Regions from separate parts of the Pan troglodytes genome. Here region 1 is linked to region 2. Evidence: chromatin contacts called from public HiChIP or PLAC-seq data. All regions are on one chromosome and are shown on one strand. The core of a region is the stretch at or near the end of the contact, and the rest is flanking DNA. Distances in the headings are between cores, read along the strand shown.

Region 1 (6,094 bases), core at 1,304-3,803, 130 kb after region 2:
AAAGAAAAAAAAAAGAAAAATCACATATTAGGTCACAAAAAATTAAAACAATTTCCAAGATTTAATATAATCTTTGTCTACAAAGCATATAAATTATAAACAACACTAAAAAGATGGTAAAAAAAATAGCAACCTTTAATTGGAAACAAAAAATGCACTAAAAATAGCTCATTGGTTAAAGAAGAAATGACAATGTCATGAAATATTTAAAAGTAAAGACAACAAAAGTACCACATGACAAAACTTGTCGGATGGAGCAAAGTCCTATAGAAAGGTAAGTACAACCTTAAATATAATTATTTTATTTATTTATTTATTTCTGAGACGGAGTCTTGCTCTGTTGCCCAGGTTGGAGTGTAATGGCACAATCTCAGCTCACTGCAACCTCCTTCTCCCAGGTTCAAGTGATTCTCCTGCCTCAGCCTCCTGAGTAGCTGGGACTATAGGCCTGTGCCACCACGTCCGGCTAATTTTTGTATTTTTAGTAGAGATGGAGTTTCACCATGTTTGCCAGGCTGGACTTGAACTCCTAACCTCAGGTGATCCACCAGCTTTGGCCTCCCAAAGTGCTGGGATTACAAGCGTGAGCCACTGAGCCCAGCCACACATAATTATTCTTCAAAAAGAAATATTAAAAGCAAAGAAGCTAAACTTCAAGTCATGTGGCTAGTAAAAGAATTACAAAGTAACAAAAGTAAAAAAAAAAAAGAAAGAATTCATATAATCTATGAAATAAAAAAAATTCACAAAACTTTTTAAAAAATAATAAAGTAGACAAACCTCTGGCAAGACTGATAAGATTGGAACAATAAAGATGAACACTATTCAGAATGAAAAATGGGACATAAACAGTTAGACCCTTATTTTTAAAAATCCCAAGAAAACAATGTGAACTAGTTTATTCCAAAAACAATTTCTAAACTAGATAAAATAGAAACACTTCTAGAAAAAAAGTGGTTCAAGAAGAAATGCAAAGACATACGAATATATCTAGTTATACACACCTATTTATCTTTACCCATTATCTATAAATCTGTAATAAAGAGGCTCCCCCTGCAAAACAAGCTAAGTCTAGATGGTTGCAGGAGAGTTTTACCAAACACTCACACTCATGTTATGAAAGCACTATAAAATCTTACTGCCAAATCTAGACATAAGCATCAGGAAGAAAAGAAAATTATAGGCCTAGTTCGCTAGTCACAGATGTAAAGTCCCTAGACAAAACACTAGCAAATTAAATTTGGCAATAAATAGCAATATCGTGAGCAAGTATTAATAGGATTTATTCCAGTAAAGTTCAATATCAAAAAAACTATTACCATAATGTACCCGATTATCAGATTCAAGAAGAAAAACAATAGGATCATGTCAATAAATGCAAAAAGCACTTATTAAACTTCAGCATTTATTAATAATGAGGATTCGTAGGAAACAGCCAAAGAAGGAAACTTTTAAAACTATTAATAGTACTTATACAGAAAACGTTTCCTTAAGAGAGAGAGAAAAAAATCTTAAGAGTTTATAGAGTTTACAGTTTCCAACCCACTGATAAATTCAATTACAGTGAGCATTCATTTAATTGCTAAAAAAAAGAAAGCAGCTGACCAGTAAAGCCTAGCTACCAATACGCTGCAACAGACATCACAATTAATGGAAAATTTTGGAAGCATAAGAAGGATACTGGCAGGTCAAGGACACTAGCTGGTCGCCATTTCTATTCAATGTTAAACTAGGAGTCATGGTCTAGACAATGGAATACTATGCAGCTGTTAAAAAGACAACACATAATAAACAAAAAGGCAAATGAGGTTAGGAGGTGGAGGCATGAGGGGACTAACGCAGGTGTCCAGCGTCCCTTGGCCCTGCCACGCTTTTTTTTTTTTTTTAATTTCCACCTGACAAACTGCCATTTATCCTTTAAATACCTTGGCAGCCATCACATCCTGCCCCTTCGTCTTTTGCACTTCCTTTGTACCTCGTGCATACTTCTATAAGCAAATGTATCCGACGGTTTTACAAGAATTTGCTTGCCTACCAGTGTACTTAACCCATGGCTAGCACAGAATAGGACTGGAAAGAAATACTGCACAGACAGCACTTTTCTCTGAAGGCTCTAGGGCTCCCCAAGCCCCCGCATTAAACTGGTTTGGGCAAAACGACAGGCATTGCTGAGAGCCGCCAGGCCGCCCGCCAGCTGCGGGTCCCCTGTAGGCAGAGCCCTGGGTCACACGCGGACGCGGTCCCGATGTTTCTTCTCAGGCCCTCAGCCCGGCCCACTTCCTCTTTCCTCACTTTAAGGCGCAGACAGCCGTCCCTCTCAAAACAAAACGTACACCAAAACACCATTTTTTTTTTTTAAACAGGAAGTCCAGAGGCCCGGGTCCAGGGCATCCAGCCCCGGATCTCGAACGCCCTCCTCGCCCCTCGCCCCGCGTAGCCCGGCTCCGCTCCCCGCTCCCCGCCCGGCGTCCACCTCTCGAGCCTGACAGCCCCGCCGCCCGCGCAGGCGCCCCGCCCCGGCCCGGCCCGCCCCGGCCCCGCCGCCAGCGCTTCCATCCCCGCCCCGGCGGGTCCAAGCCGGTGCCGGGCGCCCAGGGGTTGCCGCGCTGGGCGGGAGGGCAGCGCCTGAGAGGGCGGTGGGGTGGCGGGGTTCCTGCGCGCGGCCCGCCATGGAGGTGGAGGAGGCGTTCCAGGCGGTGGGGGAGATGGGCATCTACCAGATGTACTTGTGCTTCCTGCTGGCCGTGCTGCTGCAGGTAAGTCCCCGCGGCCCCGCAGCCGCATTTCCCTCTTCAGGGCCGCCCGGCGCAGGGCTAGGCGTCCGCTCCCAGACCGCCGGGGCCGGGGCCGAGGCCGAGGCTCTGCAAACACAGAGGTGTGGCGAGCGTCGGGGTGGGGCAGGGGCGAGGCGCCGCGCGGTGGCCTGGGCCCGGCCGGCAGCGTCAAGGTCGCCGGCCGGCCTCAGAGCCTCTTGGGTTCTGCCGGGCCCTCCACCCCGCCACCTTGAGTGGTGGAAGGAGCGTGTTGGGGGAGGTTTCTCAGCCGCTATGCTGGTTAAGGAGGGATGCAAAATTGTGTTACCTGCCCTACGCTGTTGCCTATAACACGCTGCAAATATGAAGGGAATTGTTACCCTACCTGTGGCACTGTCACCTTGGAATCTAGGACACAGTCTTGATAATCTGCAGACAAAAGGTTGTGTCTAGGATCGCCTCCCTCTGCGCCGGGTGTCCTCTGCCCCTTTTCCTGGGCTTGAGGGGGCTTACTCTTCTAGGGGCTTTCAAAGCATAGGATTTATTTCCCTCTGGTTTAAGTTCTGCTGGCTCATTCGGCCCTGCGCCAGCCTTGGGCTGAGACTCCCGTAAGCCGAATAGTGCCATCTACCATGTGTGGTTATCAAATGGAATCACTTCTTCATTATAAAGAATTCTCAGAACCTACTTGTACACCCCAGCCTCAAAATATCGATTCCATATGCGAAAGGTCACTACAGATTAACTGCGCCAGGCAAGGATTAGTCCTTCACCAACTTAAATGGCTCATTTGACATTAGTCGCTTCTCTCAATATGCCAGAGGCATTTCATTCACAAATCCTTTCTTAGTATTTGCTGTGAGCCAGCCATTTTACTCTTTCCTTCAGTCAACACGTTTAATACGGGCTAGGATGTGCTGAACATAGGGATGCCATGGTGGACAAATCATTCACTGCCCTCAGGAGCTTGCATTCCAGTGGCTGCGGGTGGGGCAGGCAGACAGTTAAGTAATTTAGTTAGCATGTGATGATAGTTATTCTGCAGGAAGTACAGAGTGGTCATGGATATAGCCGCCAGTCCACAAGTTGCTTAAAGCTTGCATAAGACAGTGACTCAACAGGAAGATGGGGGAAGGTAGGGGTTGACTTATTGATTAAAATGTTTGGAAGTTCAGCTGATTTCATCATCAGCCAGAAACGGTTCAAATGATGGAGTCAGTTCTTTTTCTAGCCGAACAGTTCTCAGCTCACGAATATGTGGTATTCTGAAGTTCTTTTAAGCTCGTTGTTTTAGCTTTAAACAAGCTTTCCCCAGGGAGAAAAAACGTTCAAGCTAAATGATAAGAGTATTTAATACCGAGAAAGAAGAATTGCAACCATGTTGCCTGATCTTTATTTATAACAGTTTCTTTGAGAAAACCCTTTTTTTCTGTTCCAGCCATGAATTCCAGGAACATACATCCTTTCTTGAACAATCCTAGCTCCCCATCCCTCTATCCCTACCCTTCACTTCCTGTTATCATTTTCTTATTTGCCTAGCCAAGTATCCACTAACTTGGAGTAAGTTTGTCTTCAGTAGAGTGAGGTTCTAAAAAGGCCAATGTTCTCAGTTTAGGACCTGTTAAGTTTCTCTAACTTACTTTTATTTATGGTTGACCCAGTTAGTTAGAGTTTGCTATCAAAAAGTTCCAAGCCCATGCCTATGACCGTTCACTAAACCTTGGCTGATTTATGGTCAGTATTTGCGGTACAAGGACCAGGTCTTAGAGTGTTGGGGATGAGTGACTGATTGTTTATCTTATAGATGTGGGTGGGAAGATGCCCTGTAGCTGTGCTTATACCAGTGGAGGAGATGCCAGCCTAGGCAAAAGTGAATCCTTCACATGCTACGTGTTTTTAAGGACTCAGTTACCCCATTGAGATACATGATCCAGGGGGTTGTAGAGCCACCCAGAGCTACCCTGGGTATGAGAGTGGATATCTCCAAAGACCTCTCTACCAAGTCTGTTGTTGGAGATGTTTTGGATTAGGGCAGCTGGTCTGTGGAGTGGGAGTACTGTGGAGTCCCATTGCTCAGTTGTATCACAGGTGATTTCATCATTCTTGGGGATGAGGTTTTGCTTCCCCCAGCAGAGTAAGAAGCCCTTTTTACACAGTTGCCTTAAATGAAAGGGGGTTTGTCTGCTTTTAAAATCAAAGGAGTTTTCGTACCATTGCCCAAGGAAGGGGCAGACCAACAACACAGCAACAAGGCCAGAGAGAGGGAGCCTCTGCTTCAGTGGGAGCCTTCTCCCCATCTGCAATTTGATAATGATTAACCCCAGCTGAGAGGCACAAAACCAGAAGGACAGAGGTGGAAACTTTACAGGCCTTTTAACATTCTCCTTCTTCTGGGACCATTATTATTATTTTTAAAAATGATTTTCCCTTTACCCCAAAACATCCATGTTCAAACTAAGAGGACAAAACCACAGAGCAAAGCCACTTCTAAAGGGTTTTTGGTTAACTGTTTTCTTGAATTATTGGTACCATCATGTAGATCATCAAAAGTTACTTCACTATCCAGTTTCCTTTGGCTAGGAGACTTGCCCTCATACTCCTTGCAAACACAATTTTTGGAATCTCAATAGCATTCAACTTTGAGATAGCTAAAGAACAGATGCAGATTTTGCAGATTTTTCCTCAGCATAAGATGCAAATGCCCTGAAAATGGTGATATGTGGTATTAATGTACATAAACAAAAAGTGAAGGGAAAAAGATTGCCTATGTAAAAATGGTTGACTTATGAATAAGCAATAAGCTTTACAGTTAGAAACATTCTTACCATCAAAATGTACTTGCTCTCCTTAGGATCAGAGCTATCTGTGATATTTAAATAGGAATAATTCTATTTAGCATATTACTGTTTCTCTTCTGATGGTGATTCCGAGTTGCTGCCATCGTCACTATTTTGTGTTTGTGTATGTGTTTGCTTGTTGTCTAGGCTCTCTGGAGGAGGAGGGTTGGAATACAATTCATTGTTTCTTGATTTCTTTAGACATGAAATGAAAATGGACGTTACTTCTTTGTTCTAAGCCAGAGGCTCCTGCTTTGTCATTTTCCTCAAAATCATGAATCATACATTATATTATAATTTGCACAGAATTTAAAACCCCCATTTACTATCAGGAACATGTAATCTATAACAAGCATTCACCAGCAAAATTGTGATGCTGTGCTATGAATCTCATCTTAGATTCTGGTGTTCAGGAATGCATTATTTTTATATAAACTCTTAATAACCTTATTTTTTAGATCCTGGAATGACCAGTGCATTAATATTATCCATGCAATAAATAGC
Region 2 (6,010 bases), core at 2,074-4,573:
AGCGTTTCGCGGACGCCGGGACAGGCGGCCCCCCCCGGCGCACCCCGCCCTACACGTCCAGGACGTGGTTGAGATAGGAGATGTAGCAGATGGCCAGGCGCAGGATCTCGATCTTGGAGAGCTTCTTGTCCGGGGGCAGCGTGGGCAGCAATTTGCGGAGCTCGGCGAAGGCCAAGTTGAAGGCTTCCACGCGGATGCGCTCGCGGGTGGCGTGGGCCGAGCGGTACTTGGCCGTGGCGCGCCGGCGGCGGCGCTTCTCCTCGCGGCTCAGCTGCTGCGGGTGCGGGTAGAGCGCGGCCCGGCTGCCGCCCTTGCCGTCGCCCTCGGCCTCCTCCACCGGCTCCAGGTCCGACACACTGCCGAGCACCTTGGTGTCCGTGCCGCCCAGGGACTCCGGATCCGAGTGCGCCGAGCTGGGATGGTCCGAATCTGCTGCTTGGTCCGGACTCAGCATCATTTTGGAGGCTGAGGAGGGGTCGGAAAATTAATCAGTAAAAGGAATCAGGGTATTTTGCTGGAAGGATGGCTGCCGAGGCCTACCACGCCGGCCCTCCCAGCGGACGCGCGGCCCGGGCCCCCTCCCCACAGCAGGCCGGCGCGCGACGCGGGAGGGCGCCGATAGGATCTGGCCCGAGGGCGCGAGCCCTGCGCCTCGCCCTGGCGCGGGAGCCGGCGGGGACGCGGTTGACCCAGGCCGCATACTAGACTCGACACCTCGACTTGCAGACGGCCACAGCGGGCCTGTGGCCCTGGGCCTGGGGAACAACCGCAGGCCTGTGGGGTCGCGACTGGGTTTTTGTGCCTCTTCCGGCCAAATGCCAACCGCGCTATTCCTCCTCCCTCCCTTCGTCCCCTTCCCAGACAAACGAGCGATTTCGAACAACGAATACATCTGGGTTTTCACGGGGGCGGGGAGACGCGGAGTGCACTTCTCGCCCCGAGGGCCTCCGGCGAAGCAACCCGGCAGCCGCGGCGCCCAAGGGCCTGGCGCTGGTCTGGGGCTGCGCCGGGGGCGCCTGGCTCTGGGGTGCGGCCGGTCAGGAATCCCCATCCTGGAGCGCAGGCGGAGAGCCAGCGGTTGGGGGCGGGAAGGCTTCTTGGACCCCTCGCGCTTCTCCGAAATCGTAAAGAAATGACTAAACAAACGTGGGGGAGCCTTTAAAAAGAAAATTGACTCCGATGCCCTCGCAGGCTCCCGGAGCACCATCTGTCACGCAGACAGCCACACACATAGGGGACCTAGGGACACGGCGACGTGGGATCAGACAATGCGCCCGGCAGTCTGGCGACCACCTTGCGGGAAAATGCCGGCAGCCGGGCCGCTGAGGGAGGACAGGATGCAGAGGGAAGGGAAGAGAAGGGCGGGGCAGGCGGGGACTAGCGGGTGCAGCGCGTGTTGTCCCGGCGGGAGCTGCATCTCTGCCGGCAAAGTTCGGGCGCTCCCGGAACCGGAGCTCGGCAGGCTGCAGCTGTCCCCGGGTGGCCTGGCCAAGTCCGGGCATGTCGGTGCTTAGCCTTCCTCTAACTTAACTGTGCCCTCTTGGAAACGCCACCTGGCCAGGCTTCTCTGGGGCGCCTGGAGCACTGGCCCGGACTGTGCGCCTTCTGGGAGGGGGCCGCTCAGAACCGCTGGGCTTCCGGGTAATTCGGGCTTCGAGAAAGGGCCCGGCAGGAGGAGAAAGGCCCCTGCAGGGGCTGCACGCACCGCCCCTGGGCGTCGGGAGTGAGGACCAGGCTGCGAACTCGGGGCCCCGGCGTGGGCAGCCTCAGCGACGCTCGGCACGGGAGAAATCCGCGTCGGCGACGTATAGGAGCGTTTGCTTCTAGAGAAACAAAAGCAAGGGGATGGGTGATCGGTTCCCAGCACCGCACTTGCAGAGGAGCGAATTGGGCCAAAACAGCTTTAATTTCCCTGCGAGGAAATCAGGTCCTCTACGGCAAAATAAAAACAAATGCTCCCGGTGAACTGCATGTGACTCCCTACGGGCTTTTCTCGGGTACGTTTATGAGTAGAACAACTTGCACCTACACAGTCAGCTTGAAAGGGCAGAAATAAATAGACGAGTAATGGAAAATCACAATAAACCACTAAATAGTTGTAGTTCTGGTAAAAAGTTCCTGGGTTGCCCTCAAAGCATATTAAATTCTCCTCTAGATCTTTAAAAATATTCATAAATAGTATGTCGTGTATGCGTTTTATCTCTTTATGGAATGAACTGCATCTATAGACGCAGTATGAATAATCTAACTTATTTCAAGCTGAAAAAAATTATTTAAAGGAGTCTTACCTTGCAAAAGCCTTTTTGATAATCTGTTCTCCAATCTTTAGAGTTAAAATTCCAAGGAATAGCGAGGGGAGATTCCGGAAAATATTAAAAGCAGCAAATATTTATTACATTCAAAAATGAAAAAGCAGCTGTCATCTCGCTGGTGTCCGCAGCGAGGGACAATAATATCTCAGGATGTAGACGATATGAATGATTGTTCACTTAGTTGATAGATTTTTTAAAAAACGCTTTTTCCTTTTAATTGTTCTCAAACATTTCAAGAAATTCGTTGATGATTTTTTTAAACGATGTGTTGAAAAGTCTCGTGCCTTTTTTCCTCTTCTAGGTCTCTAAAAATAACAAAAGAGATGCAGAGATAAACACAATCACATCAAAGGGCTGATTCCTCCACTTTCTAATAGCGGAATAATCAATAAGAAAGATGGTTAAGATAAGATTCCGCTCCTATCGTATGCCTTTCTTTCCCTTAATACGGCTGAGCAGAAACTGGGAAGTGCAGGACAGAGATGTGATCTTGCTCAGAAGTGATTTTTTTTTTTTTTTGAGATAAGGCTTTGTTCAGCTGATATCTCCCCAGTTCCCAGGAACACAATACTGTAACTAGGAGCTAAGGTTGCCTCTTCCTCTTCCCTCACTTACTTGTATGTTGTATAAATAGACACCTATTTTCCAGTTTCAAAGTCTTTCAAGGTTTGGCTATATCCCCCGTCCCCACCCCCTCTTCTCTTTACCTTGTAGCAAAATATATATAGTCAGTGGCTTGGAGATGCTTGGAGAAAGGTTGGTGAAAAGTGAACGTCTCCTGGAGTAACAGTGACAAGGAAGCAGAGAAAGACGGGAAGAGGGTGGGAGAGCCAGAGCAAAGAGGCAGAGATGCGTGTGTGGCTTCTGGGCTCTCCTGGTACCAATTGATTCAGCCTGGAGATGGTGGAAGAGATAAAGGCTTAGGAAGGGGGATGGAATTTTTTTCCCCTAAATTGATATTTAATGGGAAATCCTATTGGACAGAAACCTGGACATGAGTCACTTAATTGGACTTGACATCTGTCACAGTGTGGGAGTTTTCACAGCCCAAATATTTTAGCAGATCAGATTCCCACTGAATCTGTGCCATAAAATATAACAATTGAAAGCAGTTCATGATAGAAATCTTAGCCTCTAAACAGTATCTAGCCGTAGTCAGGCTATTTCTCTTTTCCAGATTATTGATGAAATATTTAAGTACAAATAAACAATATATTGACTATCAAAAAATTCCCCTGGCATATTACAAAGCCACCACTTTCCCTTAATATTTAGAAAAATATTTGTGTCCGGAACATGGAAATATATACTATATAAGATGCTGCAATAAAGTATTTAGACATGCAACAGCTAACATTTATTAGAGATCATTTACATTTTAAAAGATACTTCAGTAAGGTTTGATTAAGCATATTAACATTTTTGAGAAATGATCTGCTATGAGACTAACTTATCAATAGATGGTAAGAACCCTTCAATAGATTAAGCCATTGGTGGAACTAGAAAGAGAATCCACATATTCACGGACCACGATATGAGATAATTCTACTTTTCTGTATGTTTGTTTTTCTCTCCACCCACTCATTCATTCAAGCTGAAATATGACATGCTACATGTGTTGATTATTGCACTTCATTCTTGCCCATCTTAACATGCTAATATATTGTACTGCGTGGCAGTGCTTGTGCTAAGATGTAAACACAAATTACCAGTGTATTCCAGTACATAATGCCTTTGCCTTACATGATCCCATGGCCCTGAATTTGTATACCTTATAATAAAAAATAAAATCTAGTTCAATTATTTTGCCACTTTATGAAGATACTCATAGTTAATATCAGTAACATATTATTTGTGATTATTTTAGCTTGTTTTGATCATACAAGCTTAAAGAAATAAAAGAGCATTACAGCCTTACTCCCACCCCGCCAGTTCCTAGGGGAACATTTGTGGAGAGAGGAGTCCTCACTTGTCTTCCTTAATTTTGCCCTAAAAGCAGATTTTATCACCAGGGGAGGCACATTGAGCAGCCCACCCCTGGGAGTGACCCTCCGGGTTTTTCATGGCTTCCACAAGTACTATTTGCCTTTGCCCACATTTTTGCTCCTTTGAGAGATTCCTGGACCACAGTGGGGCAGGGGTCGGGGAAAGGAGGGAGTGCCTCCAACAAATAAGGGCACCAACACTCCCCAGCCTTGCTTCTGCCTAACCCCAGCACAGAGGTATATTTTAGATATCCCCAGAATGTTAAAGTGAAGATGGAAGCCGGTCCCATACAGGTGGCAATGGAAATGGGTGAGTGGATAAACACCCCAAGGTGGTGACAATGAAGGGAGAAGGGAGGTTTTCTCACTCTAGTTAGGAACAGCCAATGCTAAGCATTCACACACAACCAGAAGTGTGCACACAGATGCACACCCACAGATACCTGTACCTCCTCCCCCTTCATCATACAAGCTGGCTGGCTCTATTAGACCACCACACATCCAGACTGATGGATTGAAAAAAACTGGTGGGTCTAATCACCATAGCTCTAGAGTGGGCAGCTGCTACAGTGGGAAAGGACCAGCATCTCTGGTTCCCCTGGTGTTGGGGAGTCATGACGGGGTGTGCATATCAGGGCAGGTCCAATTCTGCTATGGTGTGTGTGATACCAGACAAATTCCCTTTTATGTTCAGGCTTACTCATTCTATACCAGCAGCCAGCATACACAAAAATTAATGCTTACAGAAGTAAGCCTATATAAACAGGTACACACTCAGATCCATACTTAGTGATGCCTAGCCACACTGTCATAGACACAGACATGGATTCACATTCACACACACACAGTCTTTCTTCCATCAAAGCCTCCCCCTCCCCCACCCCTTTGCCTTTTCTAAGACCTCCCTGGCACAGATGGCCCCTCCTTCTGTGCTCCATAAGCACTCCTTTCATGTCTCCCTTAGAGACTACATATTGTGTACCGTGATTCTTGGTTCTTGGTTACCACACTGGTCTCTCTCCCTAGGCTATGATGCTTCCAGGGGAGGTCTGTAGCTTATATCCCCAGCACTAATGTCTGAGCTTGACACATTATAGGTACTCAGTTCATTTATGCTGTGACTCTATGTACAGAGGTACCCCAGATATTTGTAACATAGAAACGCTTCCACTAAAGGACACCCATGGTTCAGTTCTATCAATTTTCTTTCCTATAAAAATGAGATTAATAATATTGCACTTCTCATTTCACAGGCTTGCTATGAGACCCAATGTATTTGAAAATATTTGATAAAATACTAAGCACCATACAAATTATGATATTATAGACTATAAGAGTAATATTAAATAATATTATTAAATGAATGGGGAGGTGATAAGTAGTGACTTAAAAAGTCCGGCTTTGTGGCTCTGTCATATGCTAGCTGTGTGAATTTAGTTGTAAGTTACTTAACCTTTTTGGACCTTAGTTTTCTAATCTGTAAAATGAGAATAATCAAAGCATGTTATGTAATGTTATGTCATGTTTTTTTCTGAAGGTGAACAAGATAATCTATGTAAAGTGCTTAAACTAATGCCTAGAACTCATGTTCAGTAAGTGTTGGCTATCATTATTATTATTCAGTATAAATACATATTGAGGAACAGATATATATTGACATAGAAAAATAAACATATCCAGATATACTCACCCGTGTGTGTGTGTGTGTGTGTG

The links. HiChIP or PLAC-seq counts read pairs in DNA pulled down with a chosen protein or histone mark.
Region 1: an H3K4me3 HiChIP or PLAC-seq map of stem cell-derived excitatory neurons shows a contact between it and region 2, with 4 times the contacts expected there. The contact joins the promoter of SLC22A15 here to the promoter of NHLH2 in region 2. A contact is called at or near these places in 1 of 1 datasets of contacts at active chromatin or transcription factors (stem cell-derived excitatory neurons) and 1 of 1 other capture datasets (stem cell-derived neural stem cells).

The regions. Positions count from the first base shown.
Region 1 is chr1:113,197,432-113,203,525 of NHGRI_mPanTro3-v2.0_pri, forward strand. SLC22A15 (solute carrier family 22 member 15) reads left to right here and starts at 2,554. Exons shown (of 12, transcript XM_001148217.6): 1 at 2,554-2,756. The coding sequence starts at 2,670.
Region 2 is chr1:113,065,186-113,071,195 of NHGRI_mPanTro3-v2.0_pri, forward strand. It overlaps NHLH2 (nescient helix-loop-helix 2), which reads right to left and starts at 3,324. Exons shown (of 3, transcript XM_001148497.5): 1 at 3,020-3,324; 2 at 2,289-2,617; 3 at 1-465. The coding sequence starts at 457. The coding sequence ends at 50.